Linked DNA regions of Zea mays: region 1 is linked to region 2. Evidence: chromatin contacts called from public Hi-C data. All regions are on one chromosome and are shown on one strand. Each heading gives the region's core, a stretch centred on a gene start, on an enhancer-like site or on the middle of the called end of the contact. The rest is flanking DNA. Distances are from core to core; before and after follow the strand shown.

Region 1 (4,618 bases), core at 827-3,326, 760 kb before region 2:
AGAACCCGCTACAGATTCCGGAACGAAGGCGATATAGGAATCCCTCGTCCGGAAAGCTAAAAAGACAGTCCGACCCGAGGACCTCCCTACACCTCCACTCCTCCACCCTCCTTGCCCCTTACGGGAATGGATTAACTCACACTAGCTTTCCTAATTATTCAGCCAAGGGTGTCCCATTCCACCCTTGTGGTAGCACTGCTATCTCAAATTAAGCTCCATGTTTCAATTAACACAATGGTATTATCGTGACCAATAATTAAACCAACAATAATAGTGGAACATGATCATAGTTCAGTCTAACATTAATCCCAAAACCAGGTAGAGAAATAGCAAGTCTACCCAATAGTTCATTGGTTTGCAAGGTGTAGAGTGAACAAAACTAGGGTAACCTATTAGGTCCCATCAAATTAGCCTGAGCATGTCATAGTGATTAACAGGAACATTATTAGGTAAAGAAGACTGATCAAGGGCACAACTTGCCTTATACTTGTGATAACTCTGTTGTTCAGATGTTGACCTAAAACTGGGGCTTCAAGGTCCTCGTCACCTCGCCTCTATTCGTAGCAATACATACATTGAAGCAAATAATGGATATGGTAACATTACCAAAGCATATGAACAAACAACGTAAGAATATTCTACGCGCTGCTATGAGATCACAGGTCCGAGAACCACTAAAATCAGAGTCACAATTGAGGAGATATGGTTTTCGCAAGATCTATGTGATTAAACAATTAATACTAGATATTAGATTGATTTTATAAATCATGTGAGAAAGATAATATAAAGTAATAGTTAATTCAACTTTAGTCTAAATTATTACTTGATTAGATACTATATTTTAGTCAGATTCTAATTACAGGATCAGAATATCATATTGCCCGCATTAGAACCTCTAACCCCATATAGATTAAATAAATTAGATAATTATTGTTACATAAAAAAAATAGGGTAGTTAACGTGTAGGCAATATCGTTATGAAGCTAACGCGACGGGAACAAATCAGAACGGATATAAAATGAAAAAGTTATGAACCAAATAAGTTTTGGGGTGATTTATTATTAATCTTTCATACTGAAAATAACTTTGAGGGATGGTTTTATAAAAACCAGGGACCTAGGTGTAAGATATTATTACAGGAGGGGCGATAGGTTTATTTTATACTTCATCGAGGGTTTTTTTTGCACTTATCTCGGTACGAAGGGGTATCGAGCACCTTGAGCCGCCCGATCTAATCCAAACAGCCCAGATTAGATCCACGAGATTATGAACCGGTATACCCATGTTGGCCATAGGATAGGAAATCAATGGATCGAAAGCCAACACGACCCCGATCAATCCCGACCCTCGGATTATCGATCAACTGTTGAGATTTAAAACACAAATTGAGTACGCTACTTTTAATCCTGACCATGCTTCCACTGATCGACAACTGCTGCCATTCCTTCTTCCTCCTCTCTGCTACCCGACAGGCGGCGCTGGTTTCCTCCGTGGCGATGCCCAAGCAGGAGCGATGGGCACCTCACCGGAGAACATGAATTATGTGACCCGGTCACCTAAATCCAAATCTAACAGACGCTACTCGAAGTAAGGAAGACAACAAATATCAGGGCCATTATCTCACCAGCAATTAAGGTCATGGCCGTGCAGACCACGAGAAGGGCAACTCGGCGGCGATGATGGAGCTCCGATGAGAGATCTCCCATACTCCGATCAACTATTCCACACTACAAATCCTCGTACGCGGGTGGCGTGCACCGACGACTTCTCCCATGCACGTGATTGGAGGTAGGCAGCCTGGAGCATGAAGGTCAACCGCGGTGGCCTCCTCTCCCTCTCATCTGGATGCTAAAGTGAGGCAGGCGTCGACGGTCGAGGAGGGATGTGTGAAGATGCCGATATATATGGTTGCGGAAAGGATCCCGAATCGACTAACAAACCTCGGTCAGGTTTGCTACGATCCCAACAACCCTCGGTTGTTGCCCGCGCCGGACGTAGTGAATGCGAGGGGCAGGGGACGCGAGGTCTGATACCAGGGCCCACTCGGTAGCGGGGGAAAGTTTCCTCCCCACATGCGTGTTGTGATGCTGCGAAAGGGCCCCACCTGTAGGTGCTTAAATTGAGTTGGGCCAGTGGTGCAAACGGGTAAGTGGACCGACAAAGTGAGTTAAACTGGACCGACCGAGAAACTTGGCCCACGAGTAGGTTTGCCCCTTTTTGTTTTCCTTTTTATTTATTTTTTCTAGTTCTGATTTCTATTTCCTTTCCTATTTGAATATTCAAATTCAAATCAAATTTTGGAGATCAAATTTAAGTTTAAATGCACATCCAAAATTCCAGCACGAGGTGCAATAATATTTTATCTGTTTATTATTTTTAAAAACAAATGTTTTTAAACATGAGATTCATACGCTCAAAATAGTTATTTTAAAAATAATAATTCTTTTATAAAAAGATGCTTTAACTTAAATTTTAGTTTCTAAATTTGGATCTAAGTTTTAAACTATCAAACTTTTAATTTCACCTAATTGTTTTAGGAAAGGTCACTTTCGGGGTTTAATTCCCCATCAGATGACACTTCAATTTTGTTTATTTTTGGGAAAAATTATTTAACCCAAAATCAAGATTTTTGGAGTGTTACAAGGAATATGGTGACCAGTTAAGATAAGAAGGACAACTCATTATTATTGGTGACATACTATATTTAATAAGGGCACGACTGGAAAGTAGACTACTAATAAATCAGTCCTTAGTGTGCGTAATCATGTCCAAAACGACTTGTTTTTCTGGAACTACCACACAATCTATTCAAATTTATTAGCGCTGGTACTCGAGTGTGAATCATTATTATTGTCATTTATGTTACATTTCATGAATCAAACAACACCAAAATAGGAATTGGTCGGTTCTAAAAATAAGAACAAGCAAATTCGGTTTTGATTATTTTCGTTCAGTTTCGACCGCTTATATCTCGTAAATGTTTGTTACAACGGATCTTGTGTGTATAAGATAACCTTTCACTCGTCCTAATCGTTTTCTTGACATGGGACTCTGGGTATCCGAGTCCGAGTTGCTAAGGGAGTCCAAATCCGAAGTAGAGCCGAGTTGGGTTCTGTAGGCTCATTTATTGAACATCCGAGCGTCTGATGGTACCCTATGGTATATATCCTTCACACTAGCCTCGAATTTTATCTGGCAAAGTCGTCTTTTTCAGGTAGGTGAAATTCTTCTTCTTTTCTTCGTAAGTAATAATCATGAACTTTGGTGCATCATATGGATGTTGCCTCCGAGGCTAACTTTAGCAAAATCTCAGATTCAAATAAGTTAGCCTCTTGCCAATTGTGACTTATTTGTCAAATTTTAGATAACCGACCCTCCCGATCTTCGAGCTCAGCCCCAAAGTCCTCAGGCTTGGTTCTCATTCTTGTTTAGTCGGCATGATGATCACCACATCAGTGTTTCAAGTTTTATGCTCCAAATTTCACCATCTGTTGCCATCATGCTTTTCAGATAAAGAGATGTATAATATATATAGTATAACTGCTTTGGTCAATTATGTTGCCATGTGTTAATGCCTATCTAGGCGCCAAACACCGGGGTGTACCGCCCGCGGTGCCCTCTGCTGCGGCACACGGGCGGTCCACGGCTCTAGGCCGGACGGTCCATGACCTGGGCGCAGGAGCGGTTCCTTCACTGTGTCGTTCCGGACGGTCCGTGCTCTGGGCCAGACGGTGCACGATGGTGCAGGGTCGTCTTCCTCCTCATTGTGACATAGATCTCGCCCTCTACGAGAGAGATCTTAGGGTGCTCTAGGTCGACATGTCACACTGGATGTCCCTAGACGACGTAGAGTCAACTAGGGCACTCGATTCACGCCGAGTATCAGATCTTGAATTAAGAAATCAAGTCGAGGAAGAGATCTTGAGTGAAATGGATCTTTCCCCTAGGGAGAGGTAAGATCCTTAGGTCGTCTTGGGGTCGGCAGACCACCCAAGACAGATCTAGACGACATAGAGTCGAATAGAGATGGATGTGGACATGTGGAAAGCAACAACTAGACTATGCTATATCTACTCCTAGGGCATGAATGATAAAGAAAGTAATTGGTTCGATTGAAAAGTGTTCGGGGGTTTTCAATCGGTCGTACCCCTTCATATATATAGGGGTGGCTTGGACCCGTTCCTAGGCGGTAGCCAACAGATCCCACGTGATTAGATAGATAACCACACATGAGATAAGAATAATCGCCTGAGTCAATCTGATCATGGGGGCGCGGACCGTCCGGGCTATAGGGCCGGGCTGCCCACCACTTTTGATGTTCAACACATACCTTTGTCTTTTGGTGGAGCTTGGCGAACCAAAAGAACTAGCGCACTTTAGAAACAATAGATCTCATGAGTTATTTTGTTCCTAAAGTAAGGACCCAGCTCGATGCAAGTCACCGTCTTTTGTGTTCAAATAATATAAATATTTGATGGAACTTTGATGCATAGAGGCCATTTTAGATTGTATCCTATTCGACCATGTCTGCCTGATCAACATGTCAATAGGCAAAACCTTGTGGTGTGCCCAACGCGAATAAGCAAACAGATTGGTCCAGTAATACGAATTCATCGTT
Region 2 (4,166 bases), core at 459-2,958:
GTATAGAACAACCACACAAGCCACAGTGATCATGATCAAATCTCCAAGCATGAGAGATTTATGCCAAATCTCCAAATGGATCTTTTGACATATACTCAATGATCATATCATCAGATTCATCTTCTTGTAGAAGTGGAGGCTTGTTGTCAACCACATTGAGGTGCTCTTTAGCAAGAGTGTTCTTCAGGTCACCAGAAGCCAGTGAAGAACTTCCAACCTCAATTGGTGCTTCAGTAGAATTGAAATGAGCCTCAAAACCAGGCTTATGAGACTTTGGCTTCTTTAGGGATTGTTGATACAAAAGAACAAGGTGCTTAGGGCAAGTGCAATCCCTAGCAAAATGGCCCTCAGTACCACATTTAAGGCAAGCTCTATTGCCCTTAGATGGTAGAGGCTTGCCATTTCCTTTTCCTTTTACTTTACCTTTCTTGTGGAATTTGTTCTTATTGAATTTGCGAGGTCCAGGAGGATTCTTGAAGTTTTTCTTGAATCCTTTCTTATTCTCAGTCTTATGCACATTGAAATGTACCTCAGGCAGAGGGGCAGACCCAGGAGGGCGCTGCTGAGCATTCTTTAGAAGAAGCTCATGATGCTTTTCTGCTTGGGTCAATGTGTGCATGAGTTGAGAATATCTCTGGAAATTACTAGAGCGATACTGCTGATGCAATATCCTGTCCTCTGGAAGCATGGTAGATAGAGTCTTCTCTATCTTGTCTGCTTCAGAGGGCTCTTTCTCGCAAAACTTCAATTTAGAACAAATGCTATGAAGAGCATGGTTATATTCTGCAACAGATTTAAAATCTTGCAGTCGAAGGTGGTTCCACTCATGGTTGGCTGACGGCCATATGAGCTCCTTCTGCTGTTCATAGCGCTCTTTGAGAGCTTTCCACAAGTTGTGAGGGCATCTCTCCATAAGGTACTCTTGCTCTTTCCCTTGTCTTGATTTATCCTTGAGACAGTGCTGATAACGTGTTGCAATATGTTGCAGTGCTCAGTGGCAAATCAGTGGAGAGACAAAAGAGAGGATGAGACAAATGACAGAGTTTTCTTGTTTATTGCAGAGATCTCCTTTATATACATGTGTACAAAGAGCATCTGACCCTTGGATTAATAACTATATAAATAGACGGTTGGCTGGGCCTTGATCATATGTACATTATTTTGTAACAGAAGCCAAGCAGATCCAAATCCAGACCTGCACCGAATGCGTACCTCCGCTCCAGTGACACGCACCTCTTACCGCTCCTCCAGCCGCAGCAGCAGCGACACGCACCGCCGGCTCGACACGGCCTTTACGCCCAGCTCGCCGCAGGCGCGGGCGATGGTGGTCTGCGTCTGGGACCGGACGAAGCGGACGCGATTGGGCGTGGGCACGGAGGCCAGCGTGTCGCGGAGCGTCACGCTGTTGATGGCGTTGGCGTTGCTGGGGAAGTCGGGCGTGCTGGAGCGAGAGCGTGGCGTCGCACTCGCACACCAGGAGCTCCCACACCTTCTTGCCGCGCGCGTCCAGGATGGGCCGCGACCGCGAGCAGAAGTCCAGCTCCCACTTCCGGATCGACGCCGGGACAGTCAGGCAGCGGGCGGGAGTGAGAGCGATGGCCGTCGCGGAGTGTGGTGTGGTGATCTCAAATCTTCCGCTTGGGCCGTGGGCCGGCCCAAGACCGTCAAGAAGCCCTACCTAAAACGGTGAGGCAAACGGATAACGACGACCTGATTTGGGAAAGAAAGCAAAAGAAACGAAACTAGAGGGTAGAACACGACGGTGTCCGGCGTCCGTAAAAAAGGAGGAGAGGAGGCCAGGGAGGCGGGGGCAGCAAGAATGGCGTGCTCCACCGGTCTCTGCTTCTTGGCGTCGATTCCTCCTCTCTCAGCCTCTTGTTCTTCTGGCTCCTCCTGCTTCCTCATGATCAAGCGTGTGTCCTCTGCTCCGTCCTTGTCCAGGTATGGTCTTGCTTCTTTGTTGCCCCGCCTCCTGGCCAATTCGTTGAAGCTTTCTTGAAATCCCAAATTAAGTTGCTCGATGATGTTAAATTTTGTTTTTTTCCTTGTTAGACGAGAATTTTGCATTGTTGTTCCTGAAGCTAGCCAACACGAAAACTGTTTGGTGTTGATTTCTGTTCTCTGCAGTCTTATGAACTTACCTTAAACTGCTATAAGTATTAAAGATTATTTTGTTGGAACTCCACATTCTGGTGTATCTGGTTTCCTTTCTTACCATATGTAGACTAGTTACTAATTTCAAGTTCAAACCCTGTTCTTCAGTTACAAACCCTTGGAAAAAAAAATTCGTTTCGACTTTTTGTTCAACTGCAAAGTGTTTCCACTTCCTCATTTGGGGTTGCAAGCAGCTAGGAGACCCGTACTTTTGAATTAATATCAGTTGATTTTACTTAGTTCTTGTTTGTTTGGGATTATAATCCACTCAGATTATATAATCTAACTTATTTTAAACAAAACATCAGTTCAAAATAAGTTAGATTATATTTTTTTAACAGAAAGGGGATTCCCCCTATTTCATTAAGAAATAGGACCACAGTTTTAACAACATTCAAACGAAAAAACTACTTATTACACCACTTAGCTCATAGAACTAAAAGAGCATAAGCAAGCCATCCAGGCCTAAGGTGGATCACTACAGTTTCTGACAAAAAAGTCATACCGCACAACCACTGCAACCACTACCAACCAGTTTTTGGCAAGGCCGACCACACACAAAGCCCCAGCGACCAGACAAAAGCAACACATTGTGAAACAAATACCCTAGAACCAAAAGGGCCTTCGAGAGCCAGGCAAGCCACACATCTAAAACAAACAGACATCACGCTCAACGTTAGTTGCACAGTCTTTTATCCATCGGCGCCCAGCCAAAATTCCTGTTGAAGACCTCCTTAACCATTCTTCTGAGAAGGGAGCTTCCTTCCAGCAGCATCTTTCTTGAAGTTTCTTTCTGAAGAATCGCCCAAGCATCCAACCAAGAGCAGCACAGAAACACAAGGTTAACAGCATTTAAAGAGGAAATGTTGTTGAAACAGAAATCATTTCTATGCTTCCACAACGACCAGAGAACTGCACTGCAACCAACAGTGATCAAATTTTTTTCATGACCTTTGAATTTGCATAACCATCTCCCAAACATATCATTAGCATTTTTGGGAAGAGTTAGAGACGGACAGGACATCTGAATAATTTTCCAAGAAAAAGATGCAACCTGGCAATTATAAAAGATATGGCTGGTTGTTTCAAGACAACCACACCACTCACAATTTACATTCCCTTGCCAGTTTTTCTTTCTCAGATTTTCCTTGGATAAGATTTTATCATTTATGACCAGTCAGAGGAAAACTTTAATTCTCTGAGGTATTTTTGCCTTCCAGATGAACCAACAAGGATCCCTGTTCATATTTACTTTAAAGTTTCTATAAGATGATTTCACTGAAAATCCTTTCTTATCAAGCAACCAACATGGTTTATCATTTCTGTCTATAAGACAGAAATCTGCACAGTTATTTTTTAAATCATCCAACAGATTGACCCCAGCTCCAAATAATCTTCTTCTAAAGATTAAGGAGTTACAGTTGTCTCTTAAGGCCCAATTCACATTTATCTCTTTATTAAGAGATAACTCAAAAAGTCTTTTGTATCTCATGGATAAAGGTTCATCACCACACCACTTATCCAACCAAAAACTAGTAGAGACACCATTTCCAATTTCCATTTTTCTGTTTTTACAATATTCCTGCTTACAGTCCATGAGGCCTCGCCAAAATTGAGAGTCTCCTTGTTTTTTTATAATCCTAAACAAACATGCTCTTAGTTTACTAATAATAGCTAATTCTGGTTTTGATTAGTGACATCAATAGTACTCGCATTACAACTTTACTGACCTCTGAGTTATATTACTTTTCTCTCATAGATGGACGATCCAATACAAGCAATTGGGACATACAATATATCGGAGAAGCCACGTTCTGGCCTTTGCTAGTGCAGATGTATGCATCAGGCTTTTTGAGCATACCATCTATTTTTTTAGGGTTGGTCGGATATGAAATTAATAATGTTTGTTGAGCATAACTTTATGTGATTTTTTTACAAGTTTAAGCTCAATTTCATATTCCTATATCCCAACCAGGACACCATAATTGCTTAGTACTCTTCACTTTATGCTT

Evidence for each region. Hi-C and Micro-C count contacts between places; a contact is called where the count stands out from the background.
Region 1: a Hi-C map of tassel shows a contact between it and region 2, with 3 times the contacts expected there. The contact joins the enhancer-like site here to the promoter of LOC100193062 in region 2. A contact is called at or near these places in 2 of 25 Hi-C or Micro-C datasets (bundle sheath and tassel).

Annotation. Positions count from the first base shown.
Region 1 is chr4:141,758,214-141,762,831 of Zm-B73-REFERENCE-NAM-5.0, reverse strand. No RefSeq gene overlaps it. Among protein-coding and RNA genes, the nearest start is that of LOC103653754, 38 kb to the left of the region's middle. Within about 2 kb of position 2,076, at least 17 of the 20 cell types and tissues checked have an H3K27ac peak or open chromatin away from gene starts, as enhancers often do. A contact at or near this core is called in bundle sheath and tassel, where this site is marked.
Region 2 is chr4:140,994,251-140,998,416 of Zm-B73-REFERENCE-NAM-5.0, reverse strand. LOC100193062 reads left to right here and starts at 1,708. Exons shown (of 5, transcript NM_001138228.2): 1 at 1,708-1,941; 2 at 3,914-3,989. The coding sequence starts at 1,820.